Regions from separate parts of the Danio rerio genome. Here region 1 is linked to region 2. Evidence: chromatin contacts called from public Hi-C data. All regions are on one chromosome and are shown on one strand. The core of a region is the stretch at or near the end of the contact, and the rest is flanking DNA. Distances in the headings are between cores, read along the strand shown.

The links. Hi-C and Micro-C count contacts between places; a contact is called where the count stands out from the background.
Region 1: a contact with region 2 is called in a Hi-C map of embryo, with 2.1 times the contacts expected there. The contact joins the enhancer-like site here to the promoter of six6b in region 2. A contact is called at or near these places in 7 of 18 Hi-C or Micro-C datasets (caudal fin, embryo and an unstated tissue) and 1 of 4 datasets of contacts at active chromatin or transcription factors (embryo).

The regions. Positions count from the first base shown.
Region 1 is chr20:23,127,724-23,131,235 of GRCz12tu, reverse strand. No RefSeq gene overlaps it. Among named protein-coding and RNA genes, the nearest start is that of ppm1ab, 24 kb to the left of the region's middle. Within about 2 kb of position 1,490, at least 6 of the 62 cell types and tissues checked have an H3K27ac peak or open chromatin away from gene starts, as enhancers often do.
Region 2 is chr20:23,075,045-23,078,513 of GRCz12tu, reverse strand. It overlaps six6b (SIX homeobox 6b), which reads left to right and starts at 1,945. Exons shown (of 2, transcript NM_001020585.1): 1 at 1,945-2,802. The coding sequence starts at 2,231. It also overlaps a transcript of prkchb not described here.

The DNA of each region.
Region 1 (3,512 bases), core at 241-2,740, 53 kb before region 2:
TAGCAAAATGCCTTTAAATAGTTCTTGAAGAAACACATTTGACACTGTTAAGGTACAAAATGTCTTGTCACTTTAGTGGTACCTTCATGGATCAGATTTACCTTTAATGAAGGTACAATATAGTATCTGCAGGTTATAAAAACCAAAGGTATATTTTGGTTTTCTATGGTACAAATCATGTCCTAAAGGTGCAAACTGCAATGGTACAAATTTGTTTCTTTGTCTGAAGGTACAATTCTGTTCCATAAAAAGGTACTGCCCCAGTGACAAGGGTTTGTACCTTCTTTGGTACAACATTGCATCATTTTTTTTTTCTGAGAGTGTAGAAGTTCTAGTAAACTAAAACTGTGCCAGTTCAGTTTTCAGAGTTGCAGTTCAGTTTAGTTCAGTTCATTGTGGCTTAATTTTCACTGCTCAAAGTCCAAACACTAAAGAGCAAATCCATCAATGCACAACTCCACAAGTTCCATAGATTGTCTTCTTAGTTTGCCAGCATTTAAGATTTCTGAAATAAAATATAATTTTTTTTGTTATACGATTCATATATCTGTGAATAAAAAGCTACATTTCAGTATTTTCTATTCTTACTAAAATTTGTTTGTAAACTTATACACTTCTAAAAAGTGTTTGGAAAGTATCTTTTTGTTTTTAAAGAAATAAACACTATTATTCAACTACACTCTCAGAAATAAAGGTGAGCTGTCACTGGGGTGGTTCCTTTTCATAAGGTACAAATTTGTACCTAAAAGGTCAATATTAATACCTCATGGGTACATATTAGTGCCTAAAAAGTACAGAAGTATTCCTCTTAAATTGTTTAGGTACCAATATGGACCCCCTTGAGTACAAATGTGTACCTTATGAAAAGGTACCACCCCAGTTACAGCTCGCGTACCTTTATTACTGAGAGTGTAGGATAGCTTAATATCAAGAGTGCCGAAATAAAAATACATTCATTTTATGGCCCACATCTTGCATTGAATAATATACAGACAAAACTCAAAAAAATAGTAATAATCAAATAAAATAATAATTATAACCTATGGATGAAAGGTCAACCAGGTGGCCTGTCAAAGGTTTAAAGAATCATCAAAACAAAATGCACAAAATTTAATAAAGAGATGAAGTAGTACATCTATTTATAAACGTTTATAAATGCCTATAAAATGCACCACAGCTTCATCAAATTATCTTGTACATTCTACTGAAGAGGAAAACAATTCACCTACACCATGAACGAATGTCACGAGGGTGAGTAAATCAACAGCAAATTTTCATTGATTTGTGTGTGAACTATTTGCTTTAGACATCGATGAGCTTTCCATTATATCCACAGTCTAGGATATACAGTATAAACGGGGCCCCTGGGTTAATTCTCTCAGAGGACCCCTTTGTTTTCAGTATCACTAATGAGCATAAGATCATCAGGAGTCTGAACCGCACAGATCAGCTGACCTGCTCTAATTACAGCATTAGCAGCTTCACCGGCCACTCATGCATGATACACCGAGCGATCTGGAGTCCTGAGCTCCTGGGCAGACATATGGTGGCCTAGTGAGGGGTGCTTAGATCGACTTGGCACTTCCCTGGAGCCATCGGAGAGGGAGAAAGAGCATGTAACGGCACTAACAAACTCATGCAAACACATCTGGTGGCGCTGAAGGATGCATTCAGGAGACTTTAAGATTTACATGAATTTATTGATTTATTTATTTACTATAGATGGTGTTGGATTTAAATTAGTTGGATAAAGTAGGCTATACTACAGTATCAGAAAACATAATACATTTTTTTTATAGATTTTTTAATGTATTCTAATACACAGCAAAATTTACTCAGTTTAAATTGTATTTGGTCCCTTTCTAAATTGAGTTAATGTCACTCAAGTTAATGAGCCAATGAAAGAATTAATTAGGTGATGATTGAGGACAGATGATGAACACCTATTGTTAATAAACAGAAACACATAAGAGAAACACAAAACTACAACTGACTTCAGTCTCAGCCTTAAATGAAATCAGCTCAAATATTGAATCTCTCAAAATCTCAGCAGAAGATCAACTTGATCAATAAGCAACTCCACAAACAGCAGCTTTTCTTATTAATAACCTGTTTGCCTTATTATAAAGATGGACCAAAAACTCTGAACTGAGTAAATTTTCCTGTGCACTGTGATTTATGGTGAACTTTAGGATTTCACTGTCATTTGATTCTTCTTTCAAATAAAAATGTTGCCATTTTAAAAACATTTTTTTCCAGAAAGTGAAAATTGGTCAAAATATCAAATGTGTTTATAGTTTTTTTTTTCAGATTAAATAAACATTTCCAACATTGTACTGTATGTTCAAGAAGGAAAGCTTTTCTCATTCAGCGTTTTAGTCACAGAAACAGTTTCTTTCCTCAGGCAATTCCACCTCATGAACACTTTATGATAGCAATTGTAAAACAAACAACCCTACTTTTTATACACATTCACACTTATTTATTTAACAACATACTTTACATGCCAATTTGTTCATAACAGCTACACATATAACGTTGTATATACTGCACACTGTAAAACCCAACAGTCAACTTTATCAAATGAAATGAGTGTAGTTTCCTCAAATTTACTGAAAGTTAATTCTACTCATTTGAAAAGAGTTTTGAACTCAGTATTGAAGTTCATATAGTTTTTTTTAACTCAAATGGTTTGGAGCAATCGGTTTCCTCAAACGGTTTGAGTTGCCTTAACTCAGTGGTTCTCAAACTCACCACCTCAGAAAAAAATTGTCTCAAGTACTACCATAATGACAGGCATTGAAATACAGTAGCGTAGTAGGGCTAATTTAGCAGCTACAGCTCTGCAGAGTTCAAAAACAAGGCAGATAAATTCATATTATTAATATGAATATGAATATTTATTATTATCAGACACTTTAAACATTATAAACAGTTTGAACATTAAAACTGCACTTTGCTTAAGGTAAAACAAATAAATAAATAAAACATCAACGTTTAAACTAAATGTGCTTTTAAAAGTTAATAAAAAATACACCGTTCTTAAAAAGTAAAAAGAAAACTGCTGTACTTAAATGTAAAGCTTATAACATATAGTAGTAGCCTCTTTTTGATAAATTTTGAAATGTATGTGGCATGTACATAGCTATCACATACTTGCATATCTGAAACCTATAGCTCAAACTCCCCTCTTCTCCTGCAAACAGGAGGGAACCCCGGACTCAAGGAGTTCAAGAGCTCAGAGCTCTCTGCCAGACATGCCTTATTATCAATCATCAACTAAGTGTGAACTCTTGAAAATATATCGGTTTATTATCTGTCAATAAAGCTCTTTCTGATTCTGATTCCACCCACATTTACAGTGCTCAGTATGATTAAGTACACCCCATTTTGAAAATGAATATTTTTATCCATTTCTCGGTGAATATAGGCAATGTATTTTGGTGCATTTAAACAAAACTGATTTATTAGACATACATGTATTAAAATAACATTTTAGTCACCAAACATAT
Region 2 (3,469 bases), core at 696-3,195:
AGTAAAAGTATATTTTTTTTGACAATTGAAAATGAATATAATAATTTCCAAATTATTGTAGGAACATCTGAAATTGTTTTAATCATGAACGTCAGATATAGGCCACGAGGTCGCTTTTTTCCTCATTCTTCAAGACAAGAGCAGCACAATGGAATTGTTCGGCTGTTTCAAACTTACAAGACAGAATATTAAATATTAAACGGCCTTTGAATGTTTGAAGCCTGAAACATGTTAGGCCACTAAAACAACGTTTTTCCTGTTTCATATGCTCGTACGGCCCGCAGCGCGGAGAACGGGACGATCTCTAAGCCCACTGTAAAATAGCCAACATGTCTCTGATGAATGTTTTCCAGACAAAAATAAGCTAGCGAAATGGTAAAAGAAACTGGCTTCTCTTATCTATTTTCTCTTGTTACAAAAGTTGAAATAATGATGAACTATCGAGCAATGAATGAATTAAATTGAAATGTTTTGAAAATGTATAGTTTTTTGCCCTTAAATATTATGTATGCCCTTTTTGCTGCTTATTGCACTTTATATAATAAATAATATCTAGCTATAGTTTGTTATATAGGCCTAATTTTTTGTATTGTTACAATTGTTTCAATAATGATAATTTCAGGTGTAACTTGTTGCTAAATTGGGTTCGAGGCAGTGTTAGCCCACAGATTTTGTTTTTGACGGTGAAAAACAGGATCGGTCTCCGACTGCATAAAAATGAGCAGCTTCCCGTATATATGCAGACGGTAGTTCTATAATCGGAGCTACGGGCCGCTCATACATCATGCAAAAAGGGCCCGAAGGGTTTTCTTCAAATGAACTGTGTGGGTCTGTGAGAATAATATCAGGGGCTTTCCGTCAGAATGAACTTTTCCTCTGTAGCCAGCCGTGAAATAATCTGACCCGACACTTCAAACCATCTGCGCTATCCATCCGCCTTCTTATTTATTGCGAGCTGTAGTTGATACTATATCAGTTTTTCATGATATGGCATCTCCACAAACCGCACGGTTGACAGGTTTATTCACTGGTACTCCTCCTGAGCAAAAAATAACTATGGTAGCCTATGGTAGCCACTGATTTAAATAAATAAAAACAGATAATCAAATTACACATGACACAAAAAAAAAGATTGCTTAAAAGTCGCATTCAGTGATGTCTTTTAAAATGCTTGATTATAACTATACTTATGTAAGCTGTTAATAGTCTTTGGTCTACTGGTATAGGCAAACGAAAAATCAGCATAACCAGACTCATATCCACGTGCGGCTGGAAGGCGGAATGGTTTGTCCAGTTAAGACTCGTTAGTTTCAGAACCGCACGATATTAAATTTGACAGGCCAATGACTGTTGCGCTGAGCTGTCAGATGTCTACGAGATCATATAGCTGAATGCCTAACTAAACGAATTTTTCCTAATTTGTTTCCTTTTTATGTCAGCGGCCGTTATTCTTACGAAGCGAGAATCGGGAACTGACGAATGACTTTTCACTGAAAATCCACATAGCACACGGATGATCTTATTTAATGTCATTTGTCATTTTAATCCGAAACATTCGCTTGTCGCGACACACTATAAGGGAAACGTCTGTGCGCAAGTATGTGGAAGGATAAGCCAGTTGTGTTCTTTGATTCGAAGGTCTTCCGATTGACATCACAAACAGAACGCTTTGTGGTAGATTAAACGCTTTATTAGACTTAAAAATGTCTTTATATTTTAAAGTTTATGTTAGAGAAACTTCGTTTAGGATGAGCGTGAAACACGCAATCGAGCGTAATTAACTCGCGGGGATTCAGTAAACACAGAGGTCGCTGATGTTTACATTCTAAAAGGCGCTGTCGAGGTCTGGGAGGTGCTGAAATCTACTCAAGCTCCGTTCCGCGTGATTGGCACGCTTGACAGTGATTGACAGGCGTCCGTGGAAACTACGCAACCAATCTGCCAAGTCCAATAGAAACACAGAAGCGGGCAGCACGTCTTTTCCCTCCTCAAAAAAATATCTTCATTCTTGTGCTATAATCTCCTGCCCTCGAACTCTCGGTGTCTCCAACCGAGGCAGCGTCAGACCGACAGAGCGACATCTCCATTTCTCTGCATCGTCTAACATTCATCAGCTGACTCTGGAATTGCCTTTTTGTCTGGATTCGGCTGGGGAGCGAGAGAAAAGCCACAGAAAGCACGAAACCGTGCTAGAGGTAAACAGGACTGCGAGGGGGAAACAGAAGCCTTCATGTTTCAGTTGCCAATTTTGAATTTTAGTCCCCAGCAGGTAGCGGGGGTATGCGAGACTTTGGAAGAGAGCGGAGACATCGAGCGTCTCGGCCGATTCCTTTGGTCGCTCCCCGTCGCGCCCGCTGCCTGCGAGGTGCTGAACCGAAATGAGTCTGTGCTGCGGGCTCGAGCCATCGTAGCCTTCCACACTGGGAATTTCCGTGAGCTGTACCACATTCTTGAGAACCACAAGTTCACCAAAGAGTCCCACTCCAAACTGCAAGCACTTTGGCTGGAGTCACACTACCAGGAGGCAGAGAAGCTCCGAGGCCGCCCGCTAGGACCAGTGGACAAATACCGGGTACGGAAGAAGTTCCCCCTGCCTAAAACTATTTGGGATGGAGAACAAAAGACGCACTGCTTTAAAGAAAGGACCCGGCATTTACTTCGAGAATGGTATCTTCAGGATCCTTATCCGAACCCAAGTAAAAAAAGAGAGCTTGCACAAGCTACAGGACTCACTCCCACTCAAGTGGGGAATTGGTTTAAAAATCGAAGACAAAGGGACAGAGCCGCGGCCGCAAAAAACAGGTGCGTTTTCCAGATTTACATTATGTGACCGATTATACGAGTGAAATTTAGCTATAAAATGGCTATTGACTTGGTTATGTAGAAAAAAATTTGACAAAGTCTGCATATTTAATTATAGAAATGCTAAGCTAAACATTGTGTTCGGTTGATAATTGTCCAAATCAGATAAACAAACAAACAAAAAACAGTAGATAAATAAGAACAGTAGGCCTATTTTTTATGGAAAAACTGTGAGCAGATTAATCAACCAAATAGACCGGTTATTATTTAAAAATGTATTTTGCAACCTGACCAATAATGTGTTTTGTTCTTCTTATTATTAAAGCACAAATTCGCGTAGAATAAATGTACTTTATTTTATTTTCGATGCGTAAAGAAAAATCAACAACACTACAACAGTGTTTAAATGTACAAAATAGCCTTTTCTATTTTTAAGCAAAAAAAAAAAAAAAAAATTGGATAGCTTTTGTGCTTGTATTAGCTATGGCTTGGGCCTAGTCTGCATCACTCGTTAAAAGTCCTTTAGGATAGCCTATTTGATATAACAACTGTCAAAAGATTACAGCGTGCTAGGATTCTTTTTTAAACCCGACAACTACATTTTCTTCGTTTTGACAGATTTAAGCCTACACGAGACCTAAGGAAATTATATCGTGGTGTAGCTAAA